Linked DNA regions of Mus musculus: all the other regions are linked to region 3. Evidence: chromatin contacts called from public HiCAR-type and promoter capture Hi-C data. All regions are on one chromosome and are shown on one strand. The core of a region is the stretch at or near the end of the contact, and the rest is flanking DNA. Distances in the headings are between cores, read along the strand shown. Region 1 has its middle 24 kb from the start of A630075F10Rik. Region 2 has its middle 26 kb from the start of Zfp217. Region 3 has its middle 14 kb from the start of Gm46788.

Region 1 (3,778 bases), core at 222-2,721, 730 kb after region 3:
CTACACCAACTGATGCATGGTTACCAGAAGCCAAGGGAGGGACGGAGAACAGTGGCTGGAATCTCGGGCAGATGTCTAATGAAAACATTAATGACCTCAATCTTGCGAGGGACTCCTGTGGCTCACCACAGATGTTCTGATTCGAGATGGCAACAGCCATGTCGTGCCCCGAGGACAGGGTTCCCACTGTAATACCATAGAGACGTGTGCCCTTCTCAGGAGCTTCGTGACACTGACATGTCTTATCACGGGTGAAGTTCACTTTGATGGCATGGTTTAAGTAGTGTCTGGTAACTTCTGTTAAAACATGAGACAGGCCTTTGACTTTGTAGTGCTAGCCAAGATACCCTGAAACAGGAAGAAACCATTCAGTGTCCCTCTAGCATACATGATTTTGGACATATGACTTTTATCCAAACAATGCTTTCCTCACTTGATAAGGGAGATTAAAAAGAACTATCTTTCTAAGTTGCTAGAATGGTCACTCTATAATAATCATTGTTAGTGACAGCCAGGCAAGCCAACAGGGGATCCATGGAATCAAAAGTGGAGGACTCTGGCTGGACAGACAGCTCAGTGATAAACCACAAGCCGGAAGCCCCAGGACCCATGCAAAGCCACGTGATATCCCAGTGCTCCTGTACCATGAGAGGAGGCAGAGCCAGGAGAATCCCTGGAAGCCTGTGGTCAGGTATAGGAGGCATCAAACAACAGACAAATGCTCAAACAAGGTTGCCTGACCTTCTGACCGCCACACCCTCAAATGTGCTCCCCTACCACACACACACACACACACACACACACACACACACACACACACACACACACACACACACACACGCAACCCAGATCTCAACTGGATACTTCCGGCAAGCAGCAAGATTGGCTCCTCCTTTCTTTCCTAAGGAAAGACCTTCCTGGTTACAAACAGGTAGACAGTCAGTCAGACGGGCCTGGAGAGATGACTCAGCAGTTAAGAGCACTTGCTGCTCTTGCAGAGGACACAGGTTCAGTTTCAAGCGCCCACGTGGTGACTCATAGCCATCTGTAACTCTAGTTCCAGGGAATCTATCGCCCTCTTCTGGCCTCCATGGGTACTACATGTGGCGCACACAGCATGCAGGCAGACCGCCTATATAGAGAAAATGAAAGTAATAAAAGCTCTTGGCGAAGTGAAGTGAGCAGATAAAGTCTATGACTGACTGTAACCAGCACCAGCTCATCCTACAAGCGATTACGAGGCGTTCTCTGTGCCCTAGGCCCATTGCAGACCCTCGGCTGCCTCTAATCTGGGAGCGGAATACTGCTTTCCTTGAGTTTACATCCCAGTTAGAAAGGCACAGAGTAGAGAAGCAAAGACAGGGACTATCACTCACCCTGGTTCAGTTGGAGTTCCTATAGCTGTGATGAAACATCATGACCAAAAAGCAACCCAGGGAGGAAAGGGACAATTTGATTTACATATCCTGGGTCACAGTCCACTGAGGGAAGCCAAGGGGAGGGAGCCTGGAGGCTGGAGCTGATGCAGAGGCCATGGAGGGGTGTGGCTTACTGGATTGCTTAGTTTGTTTTCTTATAGAATCCAGAACCACCAGCCCATGGATGGCACCACCCACAATGAGCTGGGCTGTTCCCCCTCCATCCCACCTCAATCACTAATATATAAAACGCCCTCAAGGTATCCCTCTGTCCAGATCTGAAGGAGGCATTTCCTTAATTGAGTCGACTGTAGCTTGTGTCAAGCTAACACAAAAGTATTTCCTAAACAAGTCTACATCTTGTTTTGTTTCGTTTTGTGTTTTGCCTTCAGACAGAATTTTTTACAATGTTGCACACGCGGCTGGCTCAGCACTGTGAACCCCCCAGCTTCCAGCTGCCCCGCACCAGGATTCCAAGCATGAGGGACCACACCCAGTTCAGCCCTCAGTGTTTCACTTGATTGCTCCTTCCATGCGAAAGGAACCCTGCATGCCCCGCCTTCAGAGTTTCACTACTGAGATTCTCCGTAGGTTTAGGCTTGCTCCTACTTCATCAATTAGAATGATTACTTCCTTGTGGAGCCTGTTTCCCACCTCCCTGCATTGGGTATCTATCATTCCAGTGCCCATAACTATCCCTTAGTTTAAAAACCTCCTAAACAGCCTTTGCCTCCCCTCAGCAACATTGGTTTAATTTTTTTAAAAAAAAAGTGCAGTGCTTTGATGTTTTGCCTGCATGGATGTCTGTGTGAGGATGTTGGATCCCCTGGAACTGGAGTTAGAGACAGTTGTGAGCTGCCATATAGGTGCTAGGACTTGAACCAGGGACCTCTGGAAGAGCAGCCAGTGCTCCTAACAGCTGAGCCATCACTCCAGCCCCACACTAATCTACTTTTTATTATGTGGTCCTGTTTTCTCTTTGTTGACAAGAACAGAAACCACGTTTGTAAAAATAGTTGCCGAGACCTTCTTGTTGAGCCCAGGCTGCACTAGGAGGAATCATGGGTAATTTTAAATGTCAACTTGCCACAACCTAGGGAAACCTGGGAGATCCTGAATGGAGATTTCCTAGGTCATACCAGCCTATGGGCATGTGTGCATGGCGACTATCTTGTTTGTTAAATGATGTAGAAAGATAAAGCCCACTGTGGGTGGCACCATTCTCTAGACAGGGAGTATTGAGCGATACAAGGCAGGAAAGAGCTAAATGGAAGCAAGTGGACTTAGGTACACTCATTCTCTGTCCTCCTCAGTTTAGTCTCATGGAACATGTGGCCTTGACTTCTGCTTGATGATGGAGGCTGTGACCTGGAATTGTGAGCTAAATAAACCTTTCTTCCCCTACGTCGCTTCTGGTCATGTTATTTTATCAGAGCAACAGAAAGAAAACTATGGCAAAGAGGTTCTCAAATGTTTTTCGGTTGGACTGTTCCATCAGTGGATGGACGCGTCTTGATTCTGCTTTTGTTTAACTGTGATGTTGGGAGGCCATGGCTCTGCCTTTCTTGCTTCGTATTGGCTAAAATGATGTGAGACACATCGATAGTGTTGCCCCTTCCTTTATGTCCCATTTCCTCTGCTATTTCAGACCTCCCTCCTTTTTTCTTTTTTCTTACATTGAAAGTAATGTATAGGTAAAAGAAAAAATACGTGGAAGGCATGAGTTATTGCCGTGGCAACAGAGAGCTTCAAACACCACAGGGGTTGCTGCTTCTTGTCTGCATATAATTCCCAACTGTTCGTGAACCTCGACAAAGCCCACAGTAAAAGGCTTACACCCTTGGGGGTTTGGCTGGGATCTACTTCTACTAATATTACTGTTTTAAAAAGAATTAATTTTTAATTTTACTAACTGAGGTTTCCTAGATCATAGTAGTCTATGGGCATGTCTGTGTGGTGATTGCCTTGATTGTTAAATGAAGTAGAAAGACCCAGCCCACTGTGGGTGGCACCATTCCCTAGACACATGACAGGGTGTATCAATGTCTCCAGCACACTTTTGGGTACATATCCAGGCCAGCTGCCTGCAGAAGGGAAAACAGAAAGTACCAAGGTCTGATTGAGAGTTTGCTCCCTCTCAGCATTGCCCTCCTTTCACACCTCACTGAGTGAGTCTTACACTCCCAGCCAGAGGAACATACTTTGCATGACAGATTGGAAATCTTTCTGGGGAGGAAAAAAAAAAAAAAGTCAAGCGAAACTCCAAACCAGCATCCTGTGGTGTTGAATTGATTTGTGAGGAATGTTCTAGAAGATGAGCAGCCCTCAGCCTCATGATTTGACACGGTGCATACAGTCAC
Region 2 (3,584 bases), core at 134-2,633, 790 kb after region 3:
CAAGTTTGTTGTGCTGAGCTGAACTCTTGAACATGGCAGTGGTCTGGCTCAGATGATAACCCTTTATACCACACAACTCCAAACCCAGAGAATGTGGTTCTGAGGATGGGACCTAGGGTTTGCCTGTTACCAGGCACTCGCCAACTAAGCTGTTTTTGGTTGTTGTTCGGTTTGCTTGGCATTTTGTGTGTGAGAATGGGAGTTGGTTTTGGGACAAACAGCAGTGTAGCACTGGCTGGCTTCAAAGATGCTCAGTAGCCAACCTTGACCTTGACCTTGACCTTGACCTCCTGATCCTCCCGAATCCTTCTACCACCTCACCAAGTGCCTTTGAAATGGAGAAGATTCAAACGCAAGAGTGACTAGACACGAGTTGAAGCTCTGCAAAGGTCACCACCACACACAAGCACACATGCACATACATGCACACACACATTCATTCACACACTCTCCCATACACTCACAAACACACACCACACAAGCTCGTACAGTCATCCAATCAGGAGAAAAGGCAGTGGAGGAAGGGTGAATGTAGATCCTTATTTTCCACTATCCAGACTTCAGTACTATTGGGGGATTTGAACCATTGACAGACTATTTGACTTGGTAGATTTTTTTTATTGAGAGCAATTTCATCAGGATGGCAAGGGCTGTGAAAAATACTACTCGCGGACAGGATTGGCTGCCAGAGCCACTGTGCATCCTCTCGAAAACCCAAAGCCACATCACTCTGGTCACACAGAACTCTCAGCACCAGGAAGGAGCAGCCACAGAGTGCCATGTGCCTGATGCCAGCGCCACCGTGTGGCAAAGGTTTGAAGCTTCCGTTCACTTGGACTGAAAGATTTTTGGCCCGTTCCTAAACTTACGAGATTGATACGTATTAGCAAAAATGTCAGACACATAGGGAAACTTAAAACACAACCCTGTATCACAGTTGTAAGATTTGAGTGTATTAATTTGGACAGAATAAGATAGCAACTGAGCCACAACCATCAGTCAAGGTGGAGGCCAATAAAGATTGTCCCCAGCTACATGATAGTCTAAGGCCACCCTGAGTTGCATTAAGACCCTGCCCCCCTCCCCAAAAAAAGAGATTAAAACAAATTTTAAATTGGGGTGGGGGGGGTGAATTGAGACAGGGTTTCTTTGTACAGCCCCGGCTGTACTGGAACTAGAGCTATAGACCTGGCTAGTCTTGAACTCAGAGATCCACCTGCCTCTGCCTTCTGGATGCTGGAATTAAAGGCTTAAGCCACCATACCTGGCAAACACACACACACACACACACACACACACACGTGCACACACCAAGCCCTACAGGATGGAGAGATGGCTCTGTGGTCATGAGCACTGGCTGTTCTTCCGGAGGAAGAGCTCAGCTTCTAGCACCCACTCGTGGTGGCTCACAACCATCTGTGACTCTAGTTCCAAGGGATCGCATGCTCTCTTCAGGCCTCAAGCACCACGCACACAGGTGCACATGCATACATACATACATACATACATACATACATACATACATACAAAGCCCTCATGCAGGCGGGCATCAACCCTTGGCTTGTGAGCTGCAGGGTACTCGGAACAGAACCCTGGGATCATCTTTTTAAGTGACAGACAGGAGGAGGCATGGTAGAGCAGAAGAGACAGGTTCAACTCTCACACTGCTGCATGGAGGACCAGAGGCTCCTCCTCTCAGGGTTAGAAAGTTTTCCCCTCCAGGACCATCTACTGGGGTTTTTATTGGTGGCTGGCTGGTCTGTTGTCTTTTTGAGACAGACCAGGCTTAAACTCCCGGTCCTTTTGCCTCCACCTCCCACACGCTGGGATTCTGGGGATGAGCCGCCACAGGACAACTTGCCCGCTTCCACTGCTAGGCAGAAGGTGGAGGCATCCTAACAGGTAGTGAGCAGACCGGAGTGAATGACGCTGTTGGAATGCCTGCTGTTGACATAGGCACGCCATCAAGGATGCCATCAAGGACGCCATCAAGGAGACAAAGCCTCCTTCGGTCTAATAACAATGTATGTTGGACATGCCCACCATAGCTCTCCCCTGCCAGGGCTTAACGCTCTAAGCAAGTACTCTGGCAACCTTCTCAGCCTGGTTTGTTCTTTTTCTAAATTAAACTGGGTTTCTGATGCCGCTGGGGGAAATAGCAAAACAAGATCTGCAGGCTCTTCCCTTAAAACTATTAAGTGTCACCACCAATGGCTCCAGCAGGAGCAAAGACCATTCCCTTGCCCCCGCACCCACAACTGACAACCAGGGCAAGTTTTCAAAGATGTGTATGTTTGAGCTAACTGCAGGATGACATTGTTCACCTTTATGATCTAGACAGCTGCTCTCTGCTCCGTTTGGAGTCCAGTCCATGGCTGTCCTCAGGAAGGATCCGATCCTAGGACAACCCAGTCCCTGCCTGCAAAGGACCTAGGTGCTGCCCCACCCACGTGGTGCCTGACCCAGCAGGTCTAGTGAAACCTGACAAGCCGAATTTCTAACAATTTTGCTATTCTGGGGCAACAACGACAAAGGTCAATGCAGATGGAGCACTGCATTATGTAGAGTGGGCTGAAGTCATGGTGCTAATTATCACACAGAACACCCCCTGTTCGGACCACTGGGAAAGTCAGACTAGACTGTGGACAGGCAAGAGCTGGAGAGCAGGGTAACTCAGTAAGGGGTGTGTGTGTGTGGGTGTGTGTGGGTGTGTGCACGTGCTCCACACCCTAAAAGATGAAAATAACAAGGAAAAAAATAAAAATAAAAACCCTCCCCCTCTCCCTGCTCAAAGTGAGTTCTAACCCTCTCCATTTCTCGTGGTGGAGAGAGCTCAACCCTTCAGAGTGCTTGCTGCTCTACGGAATACGCTCTGGCCTCTGTGGCACCCGCAGTCACATGCACATAATTAAGGACTTGAGAAACTTTGGCTCAGTGGTTAAAAGCACTTACGGCTTTTCCAGAGGACCTGGAGTTCAATTGCCAGCAACCACACAGGGCAGATCCCAGCTGCCTCAAAGGATCCAATGCCCACTGCCCGCATCGGGTATTCACATGCACGTGATGTAATTATAAATAAGTCTTTTAAAGTAAACAAAAAGGGTGGGCTGGAGAGCCGTAGTCAGGAGCACCCATCCGGGGTCGCCATGAAGCTCCTCCAGCTTGGGCCCCTGTGGGTGCTCACACACAGATACACACACTTAGAAATATTTTTAACTTTATAATACAAAAGAACCCAAGACACTGGTCTATTCACAACAAAAGGTGAGGCCACAAAACTCAGAGTAAACACTGGGCCACCAGGAGACACTGCCACTGGCCAGATAAGACTCTGGGCTTCAGAGTGGCCAGCTGCTTACAGCGTCACCCACAATGGTACATTCACTCCGGGGTCATTCCTGAAGGTCGAGGGGCCACTAAGTCAGGAGGCAGTCAGAAACTCAGTCTTAGTTCTAACAGTATTTCCGAGTCACAAAGCAAGTTTAGGGGTCCTGCTTTTGTTACTTTCAGATTGGCCTGGGATTCACAATCTTCCTCCTTCAGCCTCAGCTACCGAGCCCCACCCACTCACATGGTCTTCTTTA
Region 3 (3,897 bases), core at 105-2,604:
TACCTGAGGACAAGTGACCGTGGTACAGATTGACCCAACTGATGCATGTGCATGCAATCCCCAAATCGTTAGGCTCAGGGGACATCATGGAAGAGTGGGCAGGAGGGTTGTGAGGACCAGAGGCCTAGGATGCCTGCAGGAAGATGATGTCATCTAATTGTGTCAGGAGAGTTGCATCCAGGAAATCTCAACAATATGGTCACCTAAGCAAGACTTGCACAATGGCAACGTCAGCCAACATGTCAGATAGATGGGGAAGGGGAAGGAGATCTTGCAAGGCTCCCATTGTAGATCGTTGTGAGCCACCATGTGGTTGCTGGGAATTGAACTCAGGACCTCTGGAAGAGCAGTCAGTGCTCTTAACCGCTGTCTCACCTCTCCAGCTCCAGGTTATATCCCTAGATGAAGAGCTACAAGTAAATGGACGCTGAGAGAGGAAGGATCAGTGTTCTCTAAGAATGAGTCCCCTCATAAATTACTTAATCCCAAGTGGCCAGCCTTAAACACTCACACGCACGCACGTGTATACACACACACACACACACTCACACACACACACACACACACACACACACACACACACACACACACACACACACGTATACATTCACAAATACACCACATACACATACACACATATACACACATGTACACATACACATGTACTCACACAGACACACACCACAAACACACATGTATACACAGGTATACACAAGGACACACACGAGCAATGCTAAATGACTCAGCAGGTTATATTTTTACACACACACACACACACACACACACACATACATATATCTGACACTAATAGTTTAAGGTGAGGTCACGAGGAGCGGAAAGAACACAGGAGGAGTTGGGGGATGAGAAGGAGGGGACAGCAATGATGTAAAGAGAGCTTGTGCATGAAATTCTCAAAATCCGTTTTAAGAGGCAAAAAGAATGAGTTGCTGTGATCATACATAATGATTTCTGTAGAATACATACAACACACAGTTGAGTTGCAATGGACAACATTAGAAAGAAGGCAGACATTTACAGAATACCGAGAAATTGAAAAGAAAACCCATTAGGAACATATGCTTCTTTCTGCTTTACCCCCTAATTTTACCAGTGCAAGGAATACACTTTATAATCTATGTGGTCAGAGACTGGGATGGGCTACTCTTTAGGCTTACGCCTATAACGGAGCCTGGCAGGCAGTAGGTCCTGGTATGGATCTGTAAGTACTGAGTCACTCCAGGAGAGTATGAACCAGATGCTGGGACCCACCCAAGTGCTGGGTGGGTGGAGTGGATCTCAGCTCTCAGCACCTCCCTAGAGCTCTTGTTTCTCCTCCTATCTTGATGCCTTGCTGAAACAGACAGACAGCGGAAGTCCTCTCTAGATAATCAAAGGCTCTGGGAGAGGCAGGATGGAGAGGAGTGTAAAGAGTTTTTGTTTCAGTTGGATAAAGCTTTAGCAATCTGTGTAAACAGCCAAGAGCCTTGTTTCTCGATAAAAGACTCTCTAATCAGTTCTAATCCAAGAGCATCGTTGGCACTGAGAGATTGTAAAGGCAAAATATTCACTTTGAAAAATGAAACCTATTCTATTCAGGGCATTGTAATTTCCCATTGTGAGGCTGTGGTACCGGCGATTAAATTCTATTGTGTGTCTGCAGCCCTCGTTAGCGGGGATGTTTGCTATTATTAACTGATATTCTAAGAACATCCGCTCGCTCTCCACGGTGAAGAGCTGCTTGGCTCCTGAGAGATAATTTGCATACGTCTTGAGTTTGCCCTTCATGGTCTTTTCTTCCTCATTCGCTGTGCTATACGTATCTGGGATCCCATCTCATAGGGGCTGCCTCGTGCGTGGCATACTCTCTGAGCATGCTCAGTTGTCTGGCCATGTCATTCACATCTGGATAACCCTGGACACTTACACATGACTCTGCTATCTGTTTCCTGCATGGCAGGAAAAATTCTTTCTAAAAAGAAGTGCCTTAGGTTGTGTTCCCAGCAGCAGAACCCAAGGGGAGGATTTGTGTCAAAACACAGGCCCTCAGGTCCGATGGGGCCTGCATGTGAAACCTGTGGGTATGGAAGTGTCCACGCCTGGAAGTTTTGAGTTTTGCTTCCAGATTTTGGAATGTTTATAGAGGTTTTAGTAGTTGAACATTCCTAACACAAAAAAATCCAGCACCTTCGGAATTTTGAAATGTTTGTCTTCTGTTGACATCTCTGTATATGTGTATTATGTGTGTGTATATATGTATGTGTGTGTATGTATGTATGTGTGTATGTATGTATGTGTATGGATGCATGTGTGTATATGTATATATGTATGTGTGTATGTATGTATATGTGTGTATGTATCTATATATATGTGTGTATGTATTTGTGTATATGTATGTATGTGTGTGCATGTATGCATGTGTATGTATGTGTGTATATGTATGTATGTGTGTGCATATATGCATGTGTATGTATGTGTGTGTGTGTATGTATATATGTATGTGTGTGTGTGTGTGTGTGTGTATGTATGAGTATGTGTATGTGTGTATGCTATACAGTCTGTCCACAGCTTTAGGGATGTTCAGGTGTGTTACAAATACTAACGTAACAGTAGGGCCAGCAAAGTCACACGCAAAAACACAGACTTGAGGCCTTCCAGTGTTAAAGTCCCTAATATCAAAGAACAAGAGTGACCTAGAAAGGCCAGCGATGGAAGAGGGGAGCAGAGCAACTGCCTATGAGAGAGGCCCAGGCTTTAAGTCAGCATGCTGTGGCGCCTCATAGAAGGAGTGTGAGGACAGAAATTAGGTGAATTCTGTTCTACATTAGTAACTATGGCCTACTAAGTAGAGAAAACAAAAGCAGGTAATGAAGCCAGGGGCGACTGTTGTGAGTCATCAGAGATAGGGCTCAGTGGAAGATTCAGAAATGAAGTTTGAAGTTAAAACTACCAGGGCAGTAGACATTTGCTGTGGGAGAAAGGAAGAGAGAAATGAATGGCGATTCCTGAGGGCTGGGCTTGAGTGAGTCAGGGGTTACTGGGGGACAGGAGGGGTGGCTGGTATGAGGAGGCCCTTGATCGACACAGGGAGTCGAACAGGAGGGAGTGGGGTAGCTTGCTGGGCTAGAGGAGCACACATTTCTAATGGGCAGTAACCTCTATCACCCGCAGCCCACCGTCAAACAGCTATTTCTCCTCTATCACCAACACTACCCATACCACGGAGCCGAGGTCATGTGATTCCAGCATAATGCTGGTCATTGGTCAACAGCACTGTTTACATGTGTACTCACATGCCTTACTGTAGGGAAAATAACTTCTGATCCTTCTCAGCCGAGCCCTCTGTGAAGGACCCGTTTGGGGCTTGTACATCAGGAAACAGATGCCCACACTCAGTTCTGGAAGCAGAAGTGTCTTACATCCGACATCCATCAGAGAAAGGTAATCTTCCCTGTGCATAGGAGAGCTGAAGAAAAATACAAATGTCTAAACGTTCCGTGTCACGTGGGAGAAAGAGTTAGAACGTCGCCACGGTGAGAGGAAATCAATGGGACGACTTTGGAGACCCGTTTCAATCTGCCGTTGACATTGTTTTCTCGTAGTAATTTTCTCACGATGTTAACACTATTGAGTTTGCCTATTGATTCTATTATTTTTGACCTTGCATGAGTGTGGTCTAATCTTACATGCCATAAAATTTCCTTTCACAGCTAAAATTATTGTATGGCTCTGGAGGAAACTTCCAATCAGGTCGGGCACCCCCCTTAGGATTTTGATGGGCATATAAATGGCTATAATGAGTTGTGTTGACTTCCAATATGCTTTCGAGTTGTTTACAATTTATTAAATGCTCCAAGTGAGGTCATCACAAGAACGATCAACCGTATTGATGGAAACACT

The links. Promoter capture Hi-C pulls out the DNA fragments that hold promoters and counts their contacts. HiCAR-type assays count read pairs that join an accessible place to other places.
Region 1: a HiCAR-type map of embryonic stem cells shows a contact between it and region 3, with 6 times the contacts expected there. The contact joins two enhancer-like sites. A contact is called at or near these places in 1 of 39 promoter capture datasets (cranial neural crest), 2 of 115 datasets of contacts at active chromatin or transcription factors (embryonic basal ganglia and embryonic stem cells) and 1 of 9 other capture datasets (embryonic stem cells).
Region 2: a contact with region 3 is called in a promoter capture Hi-C map of embryonic stem cells, with 9 times the contacts expected there. The contact joins two enhancer-like sites. A contact is called at or near these places in 5 of 39 promoter capture datasets (cranial neural crest, embryonic stem cells, frontonasal cranial neural crest and 2 more), 2 of 484 Hi-C or Micro-C datasets (embryonic stem cells and nephron progenitors) and 1 of 9 other capture datasets (embryonic stem cells).

The regions. Positions count from the first base shown.
Region 1 is chr2:170,045,045-170,048,822 of GRCm38.p6, forward strand. It overlaps a transcript of Tshz2 not described here. Among named protein-coding and RNA genes, the nearest start is that of A630075F10Rik, 24 kb to the right of the region's middle. Within about 2 kb of position 1,472, at least 18 of the 459 cell types and tissues checked have an H3K27ac peak or open chromatin away from gene starts, as enhancers often do. A contact at or near this core is called in embryonic stem cells, where this site is marked.
Region 2 is chr2:170,103,263-170,106,846 of GRCm38.p6, forward strand. No RefSeq gene overlaps it. Among named protein-coding and RNA genes, the nearest start is that of Zfp217, 26 kb to the right of the region's middle. Within about 2 kb of position 1,384, at least 10 of the 459 cell types and tissues checked have an H3K27ac peak or open chromatin away from gene starts, as enhancers often do. A contact at or near this core is called in embryonic stem cells, where this site is marked.
Region 3 is chr2:169,310,242-169,314,138 of GRCm38.p6, forward strand. No RefSeq gene overlaps it. Among named protein-coding and RNA genes, the nearest start is that of Gm46788, 14 kb to the left of the region's middle. Within about 2 kb of position 1,355, at least 6 of the 459 cell types and tissues checked have an H3K27ac peak or open chromatin away from gene starts, as enhancers often do. A contact at or near this core is called in embryonic stem cells, where this site is marked.